Regions from separate parts of the Oryctolagus cuniculus genome. Here region 1 is linked to region 2. Evidence: chromatin contacts called from public Hi-C data. All regions are on one chromosome and are shown on one strand. The core of a region is the stretch at or near the end of the contact, and the rest is flanking DNA. Distances in the headings are between cores, read along the strand shown.

Region 1 (6,138 bases), core at 3,478-5,977, 620 kb after region 2:
ATGTCCATGATCAAAGACACAGACTCCCTAGGGAGTCCAAAAAACAAGCTCATTTATGTCTATGAGTCCTTAACTTATGCCAGGCTACCTAAGTTCTTAAATTTTTTAAGCTAAAATTACTCTTTCAGGTAAAATGTAAGATGTATGATTTTAAAAGGGAATTAAAAGCTGACACACTTAGCATATTTAAGTAACTTCAGATAAGACTATTTAAATTTTCTCATATGTTGCAATGGCTAAGACAATGTTTGCTTGATAAGTGAAATAATAAGTTTCAAACTAAATTTCCAAGAACTCTGTAATTAGATAGTTATCTTTTACCCAATGCCTTTTAGTTCTTTAACGAGTTTCATTTTACTTCACCCAAATATTTAAATATTCTAAGCAACCACAAATGGCTTTCAAAACGTTTAAGGACAACCTGACTCAGGTTATCAACACTGACATTTAATTGGAAGGTGACCCTCAAGACAATGAAAGTCCTCTGCTAGACAAGAGCTTCTCAAAACAAGTAGCTGACCAGATAAACTAGATGGACAGTAGATAACAAGCACAGCTTAAGTACAGGAGAATATTCAGAAGGTTTCAAAAACAACCTTCTAGCTATCAGTGCCAACAACACAAACAAAAAGCAATGCTGCAAAAAAAATTTAATGCTATATATAAAATCATAAAAAATGACAATTTTCCAATATTCTCTTTAAAGATGTGATCCAAAACATTAGTTATCCTCTCCCTAAGGAAAAGAATTACTTCCAAAACATAACACTCTCTTGTTGGAGGGCTTATATTCCAATGAAGTGCAGAGGTAGTCTAGGAATCTCTTCCAGCCTGACACAAAGCTTCACTACACATGAATCCTGACAGTTCCAAAGTGGACCACCTTGGAGCAAGGTGGCCATCAGTAACTGAAGCTGCTTGCAAACACTCACCATGTGCTACATTTGGTTCAATGGCAAAAGAACATCTGCAGAGAGATGTCTGGTGTGTTAGGTCTAAAAGAAACTCAGCCTTGCTTGGAAGCCAAAATAAGCAATTAAACATCTTTGCAACAATCACGCATCTCCCTTCTAGGGCACCTGTATACTGACTCCATATTCAAGAATACGTGGGATACTGCGTGTGGCATCCACACTTTATTGGTTATTTTTATAAACATAAACACAGAGACAGATAGGTATTTATGCTATGCATATATAAGAAAGCAGCAAGTTCAGAAGGAGGTAACAATGACTGCTTTTGATAAGGGAAAAAAACGATTAAAATGACCATGTCAGAAACTAAGGACTTAAACAGAAATAGGACTGTCATTTCTTATATTGAGTTTAATAAACAAAACAAAAAAAGCAGCTTATCATCCACTTAGAATATGTTAGCCCCTCTTGAAGAGACAACTGAAGATTTTTATTTCACAACTATAACACCAAAACCTTTCTCACGGACATCTACCATGATCAGAATAGACAATCAGGAGCAAAGGAAGGGCTACAGAGCTCTTTGGGTACAAAATATGTTCAAATACTGTTTATTTAACTACTTGTTTCATATCTATTTCCCTCCACACAGCTAAGTTTAGTTATAAGGGCATTCATTGTTCTCATGTTAACACCAAGTATATAGTCTCCTTCGAAGTATAATTATCATTTGGTGTTTGTATAAAACATTTTACAAATTCCATGAGCTGTAGGAGGAAGGGATATAGCTGTTGCTCCTATATATTAAAAGGAAAAAAAATCACCTATATTCTGGTCCATAAACTGTAAAAGGCATGTCACCCAGCTGAGATACTGGCTTCAGATGGTATGACTTGATTTTCTTAATAAGGCAAAAATCACCAGAAACCTGCTAAGAACTTCAGAGAATTTTCAATGAAACTTACAGGAACCAGGTATACTACAACCTTGCCTATTTCAATGTGGAGAACAGATTTCTTCATTCAAAAAGTAAACTGCCACTAGGACCAAAGCACATGTTAAGTTTGAAAGAATGGCTATGGATATACAGAGTCGTCATAAGTTTATTTTCCCACCACCACCTACAAACTCATACCTAAAGTTGGTTAGGATTTAATTCCGCTAATGGTAACTTAAATAAAATTCCTAATCATACAATCTTATCTTTAAATCACAAGAGGCAAAGGGCACAAACAACTTATAAAGCTGAAGTACAATAACAAGGACCTATGGCTCCCTAATTCACTTCTAGCCAAGCCTTTAGCCAAAGGAGAAATGCCGCATCAACAACTTGTGCTGGTCCTGCAAAGACTGAGCAGCATTTTAGGTCACATCCAAAGAGACAGATATTGCAATACGGAACCCCTACTGCAAGTCCTACCGCGAGGGTCTGTGCCCACCACAAAGGCCAGAGGAAAAAAAGAAACAGGCAAAATCACTTGGATGCAAGATTCAAAAATCGAAAATAAGCCTCCCTCCCTCCAAAAAAAAAAAAAAAAAAAGCGCTTCGGAAAAGTATCACTTTAAAAAAGGATCGTATTCGTGAAGTTTCCAAGGAGAACTCCCTGGGTAAACACGCAGGCAGAGAGCTGAACACGCCGGGGCCCCAGCTGGCAGGGAAGGAGTCAGGGCAGCGCATACTGTACTTGTGGCTGGCTCGGTCCACTGCGGCCAAGACGCAGGGCCGGGGTTCCCCTGGGGTGGGCACTGTCCTGTGCACGCGAGGGCTTCCCTGACACCCAGCAAGGCCCCGGGAGAGGCCTGAAGGCAGCAACCCGACGGCTCCAGGTGCCACCTCCTCCGTCGGGAGTGCACGCTTCCTGGACTTCCCCGCGATCTGGGCCAGCTCCGCCACACCGCTTTCTGGTCCCTGAGCCCTCACGACAGACCACAAACGGGCGGATGTGAGGATTCCTCCTCCCAGCACCACACGGCCCGACCGTGCAAGCCGGAACCAAGGCTCACACCAGGACTCCCCGGGACCCGCAGCGACTCTTGGGCCGGGCAACAGACTCCTTCCTGGGTCCCTGCAAGAGTGCACGTGCAGGTGCTTTCCTTACCTACATAGAAGCGGATGAGACAGCCGATCTCCGAGTCCATGCCCTCCTCCTGCACCCGCCACAGCTCCCCGAATCCCAGCTGGAAGAGGTAGTCATTCTGGATCTGCAGCGGCTTCTCGTCCGCCTCCAAGCGCCGGGTGGTCTCTCCGTGGAGCTGCACGTAGAGGGTGGGCGGCGGGGGCACCTTCGACGGGGCGCCTCCTGGGGCCTCGGCCGCCGCCGCCGCCTCCTCCGGCCGAGGCCCCTCGGGGGCAGCGCCGCCTGCGATGTCCGCGCCCCTGGGGGCTTGCTTCGGCAGAGAGCGGGAGGCGGTCGGGGAAGGCGGCCCGGGCTGTGCGGGACCGCAGGGCTGACCCGGGGCCCCCGTCGGGGTCGGGGCTGAGTCGGTCTCGAGCTCCTCAGACGAGGACGAGCCGCCGCCGCTGCTGTAGGGGTCCAGCCGGTCGGACACGCTCTCGGCGCTGGGGCTCAGGCTGAAGCTCTCGGTGTCGGAGGCCGGCGCCGCGGCCGCGCCGTCCAGGGGCCGCGGGACGCCTGGCGGAGGAGAGCCGAGGCCCCTAGCGAACGGCTCGCCGGGGCTGCAGTCCGAGGGGACCGGGCTAGCGCGGGCGGCGCACCGCGCCCCCCGGCCCGGGCCGCCGGCGGGCAGTGGCAGGTCGGTGGGCGGCGCGCGCGAGGGGCCCCCGACGGCACCCGGCGCGTTCCCCGCCGGCAGCTCGGGGGCCGCGAGCCGGGGCCCGGCGTCGGGGGAAGCCTCGGCGCCAGCGGGTCCGGGCCCCTGGCCCAGAACCTTCAGCACGCCGCCGCCTTTGTGGCCGAGCTGCAGCAGGCGGGCGGCCACCTCCCCGGCCGTGGTGTCCAGCGTGCAGAGCACCGGGCGCAGGTAGGCGGAGGCCGTGTGGCGGTCGAAGACGTGCAGGCAGCCCCGCCGGAGCTGCTGCCTCACCCAGTCCCGGTCCGACGGCTGCAGCGGCATCACCTGCCGGTGCTTCAGCAGCAGCGTCTTCCTGTCCAAGCTCCGGGTGCACAGCGACGCCGAGGCCGAGCAGGAGGCGGGGAGGCCGGCGGCGCCCGCGGGGTGCGAGACGGCAGCCGCCGAAGACGACGACGAGGACGACGACGACGACGACGACGACGAGGCGGCAGCGGCGGACAGATTCCTCTTGAGCCGCCCTCTCCTCAGCAGCAGCGAGTTAGCGCCGTGGCCGGCCCCCGGCACCGCGGCTGCCCCGCCGGCCGCGGGCTGAGGCGCCCCGCGCCGCCTCCTGCGCCCGGCGCCCCCCGCCCGGCCCGGCAGCGGCCCCAGCGGCGCCTCGCCGGGGGCCTCTTCCCGCGCCCCGCAGCCGCTGCCCTTCCCGCCGCTCGGGGCCGCCGCGGTCGGCGCGGACTCCAGGCTCCGGCCGCCCCCGGCCGCCGCCGCCGCCGCCGCCGCTGCTGCGGGAGCCGGAGCGCGGTCCTCCCGGCCGGGGTCGGGGAGTCGCTGCGCCGGGGCCGCGGCGGCGGGCTCCATTGCCGCGGGGCTTCGCGTTTTCCCCCCAGCTCCGGAGGCAGCGGGCGGAGAGGGAGGCGAAGGTGGGAGACGGCGGCGGCGGCGGCGGCGGCGCGCGGAGAAGGGAGAAGCCAATGGCGTTCGGCGCGGCCGTTCCAGGGGATTATGTGGCAATTCGGAGTATTCCGCCGGTGTCTCGGTGTTCCATCCCGCGCGCCCGCCCGCCTCGCCGCCGCCGCCGCCGCCCCCCCCCCCGCACACACGCCCTCCCCGCGGGGGTCGCGAGCTCCCCCGCGCCAGGCCCCGCCTGCTCCCCCCACCTCGCCCCGGCGAACCAGCCGCCGAGCTGGGCTCATTGAATATTAATCGCGCGGCGGGAGCGGGAAGGCGGGAGGCGGGCCGGGCGAGAGCTCAGCGCGCACCTCATGAATATGCATCGCCAGCATGACGGCATTCCCGGGAGGAGCGGGGAGCGCCGGAGGACGGCGGGGGGCGGAGCCTAAGAGTAAACAAACGTGACGCGTGCGTGCGGGGGCGGGGCGGGGGCAGTCTCCCGGGAGGTCCCAGAGCCGGCCTCGGAGAGGGGTGGTGACGAGAGGGGTGCGCGGTGCACCTAGGGAGTTGTAGTTCTCTTCTGGGGACGGCTATTCTTGAGAGAAAAGTGGGGAACTACAAGCCCCAGCGATCCTTGGGTTCTCCGCCTTGCTGCCAGCATCTGACCATGACCAGTGGGGATTGTGCCCTCTGCTGTTGAACTCTGTACCGAAGTGTGTTCTTGCGGGTTTACTTGTAGCTTACCCGCCCACTGTCCCTTGCCAGATGACTTTTATTTTCCTTGCTAATTGAAAAAGGAGGATTTCCAGGGACTCTAAACGGTAAGAAAACACTCGATCCTCACCCCCGCCCATTGCGTGAGATACAAATACACACCCACAGCACAGCACCTCAGGATCACCGGCACTCCCGGTGCGCCGACACGATTTTTCTCTTTCGAGGCCCGGGGAGACGGGCAGTGTCCTCATTGAATATGCTTGCGGGAGCCCTGAGCCCATCCTCTCCCGCCGGAAGGAGCACAGCAAAGAACCGGAGTTGTTTGAAGTTTGCCGTCGCTTTATTCAGGCGGAGTGAAGTGGGAAAGGGAAGAAGCGGTGGCGTGGAGACGCGGGGGGCTGCTTCGCGTGTTCCCGTCGCCTTCCCGGGTTTTTTCAGTCACGTTCACAACAGGATTTCCCTGCAGCTTCTATGTGTAGTTGTGGTCTGAAAAGTTACATTTATTTCGTCAGTTGAAACAGCATTGTAGTCTGTAGCGGGACAGTTTACTGTTTCAAAGAATTTAGTACACGTTTTAAATTGATCTAACAGTCTTAGATTTGTAAGTCGGGATTTCCACACGTGAGACTTTTAAAATAACTTTACTACCATCCAGGGCCTGTCTGAACTTTCAGTTGCTAAACTTGGAGGTGAGGAGAGAAAAGGAGAGAGAACTGGAAGTTGTGGCGAGAGAATCGCACTTAGCTTATCCTTGCAGTTTCTCCAAGAGGAGTGGAAGCAGCTACCTGGACAACAAATAAATACTTCTCTGTGATTCCTGAAATTTCTGAAAGAAAATTTTCATATATTTTCCTTTTGAAGTCTT
Region 2 (6,497 bases), core at 2,108-4,607:
GAAGTGAAATTCATTTGCTTATAGAGGTGGACATTAGCTTGATGATAACATTATTGCTGTTTGGGAGATGGTGCTAATCTTTTTGGAGGATGGGGGATGGAGAGTGGGGTCTCCTAGATCCTTCTCCTGAAACTAGTCCATAGACTATAAGTGATTCCAGTGCAAACCCTCTCCCCAGATCTATGTGTTGATGTAGTGACAGTGATCTGGGGGAATTTTGCCTGTATGGAAAAACAACAACAACTGGAAAGAATCACTGTGGACAGCAAGGGCGTCTGCGTCCAAATTATTTTTGCTGCTGGAAGAAGTATTGGTCAACATGTTTTGAAGGCTCAGAGACAAGTTCCTCTTTTCTGAATTAATTGCTTCTGCTCCATATGAGTCCCAAGGTAGCACTTTACAGATAACTGTTGTCTTAGTCTCATAAACATAAATTACAAATATATATATATACACATATATGTAGTGCCAACAAAAATTCTATAGTTGCTTGTGAATGCAGTGTTTACTATATAAAACCTTACATATTTCTTTTCTGTTAAGAGGAAAGCATTCATTCCTCCGGTCTCTTTTATAGAAATATGTTCTGAAATACTACTATGGGGGACGCACACCAAGGTGGCCTCAGTGAATCATGCATTGTCTGGAGCTCAGGCAGCACCCGTGACTTGCTTCAAATCAACAGAATACAGGTAATGTTAAGCGGATTTTGCAGATGTAATTAGCTTGGAGTTCAACGAGGAAATTATCCTGGTGAGTCAGACCAACCATATGAACCCTTTAAAAGAGGGCCTGAGCTTTCCCCAAAGTCAGAGACTTGAAATCAGAGACTCAACATGCGTGTGTGCATGTGTGCGCATACGCAGGAGTGTGCATGTGTGTGCGCATATGTGTGTGTGTACTTTCCTGGCTTTGAAGAAGCAAGCTGTCAGTCATCCTGAATCACAAGGAAATGCATTCTGCCCACAACCTCAGGGAGCTTGGGAGCATACCCATTTCTGGATAAACCTCCAACCAGAGAAACATGAGAACACAGCCCAGCCTCTACCTTGATTTCAGCCCTGTCAGATCCTGAGCACAGAACTCAGCTAAGCTGTTCTTGGACCCACAGAAGCTGTGAGAAAGTAAAAGCATGTTGTTTTTAAGTGGCTGAGTTTGTACTAGTTGGTCATGCAGCAATAGAAAACCAATACAATCATATTTAACATTTAAAATGACTGTATATGAGACACTATAAAGTTTAGAAGAAGAAGACGGCCCGGCGCCATGGTTAATCTTCCACCTGCGGTGCCTGCATCCCATATGGGTACCGGATTCTAATCCTGGCTGCTCCTCTTCCAGTCCAGCTCTCTGCTGTGGACCGGGAGGGCAGTGGAGGATGGCTCAAGTGCTTGGGCCCTGCACCCGAATGGGAGACCAGGAAGAAGCTCCTGGCTCCTGGTTTCGGATCGGCACAGCGCCGGCCGTGGCGGCCATTTGGGGAGTGAACCAACAGAAGGAAGACCTTTCTCTCTGTCTCTCTCTCACTGTTTATAACTCTACCTGTCAAATAAATAAATAAAGAAGAAGACAAGGATACCTACTCTTGAACTTGATTTTTATGAAAAAAAGAGGCAAAGATACCACTGTTCGCGGAAGTTTTTATTATTGACCTAGAAACTTAGGAGCATATATTGACAATCTATTAGAAACAAGGTAGCAGCCAAAATTAACCTCTGCATATATACCACAACCCACTAGAAAATATGAGGAGAAAATATATTATTAATGATAGAACAGTAACATAATAAAATACTTAGCAATTGTTCAGAAAATATATAAAGCAAAAGAAAGCACTATTAAGAAACATACAAGGATACTCGAATAAATAAAGATATAATGTTTTCTTAAATCTGAGGAAATGCAGTACTATAAAGAGGTCCATGTGGGACCTGCGTCGTGCTGCAATAGGGTAAGCTGGCCCTTGAGATGCCGGTATCCCGTACGAATGCCGGTCTGAGTCCCAGCTGCCCCATTTCTGATTCAGCTCCCTGCTGAAGTTCCCAGTTGGAAAGCAGCAGTAGGTGGCCCAAGTGCTTCACTTCCAATCCAGCTCCCTATTAGTGTGCCTGGGAAAGCAGAGGAAGATAAACTGAGTGCTTGGGTCCCTGCCACCCACAAGGGAATTCCTGGCTCCTGGTTTGACATGGCCCAGCCCTGGCCCACTGCAGCCATTTGGAGAGTGAACCAGCAGGTAGATGATTCTCTCTCTCTCTCTCTCTCTTTCAATCTCTCTCGATCTCTCTTTGTCATTCTGCCTTTCAAATAAGCAAATATTTTTTAAAAAATAATCCTCTTATAGAAAACTTCACTGGTTCAATGAACTCTACAACCTTTCTCAGATGAAATCATCAATTCCTGGCCACTCCCTTGTCACTACTGCCACACTCATCTTCCCAGCCTGTCCACCCCACACTGCACTATTATGGAGCAAACTGTGAGTACATTGCAAAGCATATTTTAGATTACAAAACGCAATTTTTCCTAATGCATTGGCAAAGATCAATGAATTAGAATTCATTTTGCTGAGAAGTTTGAAAGGGAAAAAGCCAGAATAATACAGCTTCCAGCTGATACCCTGAAAGTTCTCCACCTCTCTACAACAGAAGGAGCACTCTCAGCCACAGATGTTTGAATACAAAAACTAAAACAAGGGCAAACAAGGCATTTTGGTGGGAAGAAACAAAAGACGTTCAAGACAAGAAAAGTTGGGCAGGAGTGGGGAATGGTGTTTGAAACCAACTTTTTTTTTTTTTAATTTTATTTATTTGAAAGGCAGAGTTACAGAAAGAGGGGAAGAAAAGGAGAGATCTTCCATCTGCTGGTTCACTCCCCAAATGGCCACACTGGCCAAGGCTGGACCAGGCTGAAGCCAGGAGCTTGGAACTCCATCTAGTTCTCCCAAATAGCTGGCAGGGGCCCAAGCACTTGGAGCACCTTCCAATGCTTTCCTAGGCGCATTAGCAGGAAGCTTGATGGCAAGTCGAGCAGCGGGGACTCAAACCAGTGCTGATATGACATGCCAGCCATGCAGGCGGCAGCTGGACGTGCTGTGTCACAACGCCAGTCCCTGAAACCAACTTCTTAGGCACATTACTTGGATACCAAGTATTTGCAGTCTGGGAGATGATGATGTCAGTCTGCAATCTTCCCCGCCGGGCGGATGCCTCACACTGTACCCACCCTGTGTCGTCAACGGGCAGGAACGGCCACCTCCTCCCCACTCACAGCACGTGGCTGGTGGCTGGTGAGGGCTGATCCCCAGACCTGCTCAGCAGTCCACAAGCTGGCTGTCTCTTCACGTGAATCAAATGAGTAGTAGGGGCTGGACCTGCAGGGTAACTGGGCACATTCAGAAGGCTCCACCACCAGTCAAGACCCAACACATAGGGCCTGAGAGTCACTCCTCTCACAGCACTGGTCCTGCCAGCACTGTCTTCCCCGAGGCTGCTGTCCGCATCAGGCAGGGAGCTGACAACAAGTAGAGACCTGACTTCCAAGTGCAAGGCTGTGTGAGGACTCTAATACGCATTTCCTTTCAAAATGGTCTGAGTGAAAGGGATTCAGTCCTGAACAGGCTGCTCTTGAGTCCAAGCTGAAAGCTGACTCTGAAATGCCGCCTGCCTGCTCCCTGGCCTCCCTCATTTCCCTCTCAAGCAGGTAAGCTTCGCTGTGTTCAACAGACCTTGGCCATATAAGCCAAACATTCTGGGTGTAAGGACATAAGAAACTACAAAAATGAGTAAGACGAAGGCTGAGTCCTTGGGGGTTTTACAATCTGGAAAGACAAGACACATGCCAGGGAGGCTGACAATGAGTAAGTATCTGCCAAGTGCCAGGCGCTGTACTAGGCAATCAGCACACATCACCTGTGGGACGTGCAAGGTCCACAGGGCAATCAGAGTGGAGAGTGTCAGAGGCTCCTTGAGGAAGTGGCTTTGGAATTGGCACTTGAAAAATCGGTGTGATTTTATTTAACAGGCTGAATCAGTGAAAGCAACTGAGCATAAGAGGCAAGGAAGTGTAGGGAGGGGCTGTGCCCCAGGAACAAGGGGTGCCCTACAGGGCTCTGCACACCTCTATTTCTCCATTGTGACTGCCCCAGCAACCTCCGACATGATCTGCCCACGTCACCCTCTTCCTGGTCCACTCATCTTTATAAAACCAAAATCAAATCAAATCATACCTCTGCCAAGAAGGCAGGCAGGAAGGGAGAGAGGCAGGGAAGGAGGATGGGGAATGGGGGAGGGGGGAGCCGCTCAACAAATCCTTCTGCCCTCAGAGTAAAGTCCAAGTCCAACTCCTCATGATTCAATGCCTTGGGCATCTGGAGGTGCTGGGTGGGGCACTTTAAGCTTCCTTGGCCACTCCATTGCCATGGCTCTCCTTCTTCCAGCCAGCCCTCAAACCTGTCTGTCCAAATCAGTAAGATTGGGTTTATTTTTTATTTTTTTTAAGATGTATTTATTATTTATTTGAAAGTCAGAGTTACACAGAAAGAGGAGAGGCAGAGAGAGAGAGAAAGAGGTCTTCCATCTGCTGGTTCACTCCCCAGTTGGCCGCAACAGCTGGAGCTGCGCTGATCCAAAGCCATGAGCCAGGAGCTTCTTCTGGGTCTGCCACATGTGTGCAGGGGCCCAAGGACTTGGGCATCCTCCACTGCTCTCCTAGGTCACAGCAGAGAGCTGGATTGGAAGTGGAGCAGCCCAGTCTCCAATCAGTGCCCGTATGGGATGCTGGCACTTCAGGCCAGGATGTTAACCCACTGTGCCACAGTGCCAGCCCCAAGACTGGGTTAATTTATTTTATTTTATTTTATTTTTTGACAGGACAGAGTTAGACAATGAGAGAGAGCGAGAGACAGAGAGAAAGGTCTTCCTTCCGTTGGTTCACCCCTCAAAAGGCTGTCACGGCCGGCGTGCTGCGCCAATCTGAAGCCAGGAGCCAGGTGCTTCCTCCTGGTCTCTCATGCGGGTGCAGGGCCCAAGCACTTGAGCCATCCTCCACTGCCCTTCCGGGCCACAGCAGAGAGCTGGACTGGAAGAGGAGCAACCAGGACAGAATCCGGAGCCCCAACTGGGACTAGAGACCACAGTGCCGGCGCAGCAGGCAGAGGATTAGCCAAGTGAGCCGTGATGCCAGCCAAGACTGGGTTTAAATGACACTCCTCCAAGATGGCCCTAACCACTGGCTCAGGATGGAGTACTCTCTCTCCTGTGGCCCCACGGGACATCCTGACTCTATTGTAGCTCTTGTCAGGGCCTCATCTGACATTGACCCTGGATGGACTTCAGACACCAGCCATGCCAGAGAAGAGCTGTATGGTTCGGGGAACTTCTATTGATCTGAGGTTTAGTTCTCATTTACATGAACTGCCAGCTTTAAATTCTAACTGGCAGAGCTAGTACGTGAAAGTACTTTGTAAACGGTTACAATGTAACATATTTACATTTGGGTTTTAAATATGTGAAAGGAAAAAAGTTTCTATTCCACTAGAATCTAAGGTTCCAGGGAATAGGAATTTCAAAAAGAAAAGCTTTTAGTTTCAAACAGTATTTACAGAAGAGTTGCAAAAGTGTGTAGAGAATCCCCATCCCGGACTGCTGGCTCTACTACAGACGTTATTCTGTTTTAGTTTTCCAACGGATACTTTTCTTTCCGGCATCTCCTCCAGCACCGCATTTAACTGGTGTCTCCGTCTGCAGCCTGTGGCCGGCCCCAGTCTTCCCTGGTCTTCCACGACCCAGACGCTTCTTGAAGCGTGTTGGTTAGCTATTTTGTAGTAGGAACACCTCCGACCTGGATTTTTCTCGTGTTTTCTCAGGGTTAGCCTGAGATTACAGATTCTTGGCAATAATGCCGGAAAGGTGATGTTCCTTTCTCATTGAACACCAGGGCCCCAGGGGGTACATCACATCCACAAATAAAAAAAAAAGTTTTTTTTTTCTTTTCACTTTTTGTTCATAGCCAGCATTTAAAATAGACTGGCACACACGGATCACCATAAATCTCATTCAATTCGTCGAACCATTTGGTGTCTTCTCCACTAAACTTCTAAAATAGCAAGAACCCGATTATATTCATCCTCATGGTTTCCTGATGCTCAGCTCTTTCTTTCCTTTTCTTTCTCCCCCGCCCCCCACAGCAAACACTCCCCAGCAAAGTCAATACCCCGGAGGGCTAATGAAAGTCCTCCTGCGCTTGCGCGCAGCCTGGCTCTCTGCCTCTAGAGCGCAGGCGCAAAGCCAGACTTCCGCCAGGCGTTGGCTGGCTTCAGGGATACTTCTTGGGAAGTCCCTAGCCACAGTGAGAGGCCGACAGGGTGGTGACTGCGTAGAGCGCGTGTTGATGACGGAAGCGGAAGTGCCCCGGCCAGAGGCGGGACTAGGATCCGAAGGGGCTCGGGTTTGCGGAAGTTTTGAAGAGGGTCCGGTGCTGGCGAGCGCAGTGTTGTTTCA

Evidence for each region. Hi-C and Micro-C count contacts between places; a contact is called where the count stands out from the background.
Region 1: a contact with region 2 is called in a Hi-C map of skin fibroblasts, with 3 times the contacts expected there. The contact joins the promoter of PHLPP1 here to the enhancer-like site in region 2. A contact is called at or near these places in 2 of 6 Hi-C or Micro-C datasets (skin fibroblasts and an unstated tissue).

What each region holds. Positions count from the first base shown.
Region 1 is chr10:15,810,305-15,816,442 of mOryCun1.1, forward strand. PHLPP1 (PH domain and leucine rich repeat protein phosphatase 1) reads right to left here and starts at 4,728. Exons shown (of 17, transcript XM_051851890.2): 1 at 3,014-4,728. The coding sequence starts at 4,523. It overlaps LOC103349395 (a long non-coding RNA gene), which reads left to right and starts at 4,894. Exons shown (of 3, transcript XR_011379304.1): 1 at 4,894-5,024; 2 at 5,296-5,377; 3 at 5,498-5,635.
Region 2 is chr10:15,190,259-15,196,755 of mOryCun1.1, forward strand. VPS4B (vacuolar protein sorting 4 homolog B) reads left to right here and starts at 6,314. Exons shown (of 11, transcript XM_008261441.4): 1 at 6,314-6,497. Within about 2 kb of position 3,358, at least 2 of the 8 cell types and tissues checked have an H3K27ac peak or open chromatin away from gene starts, as enhancers often do.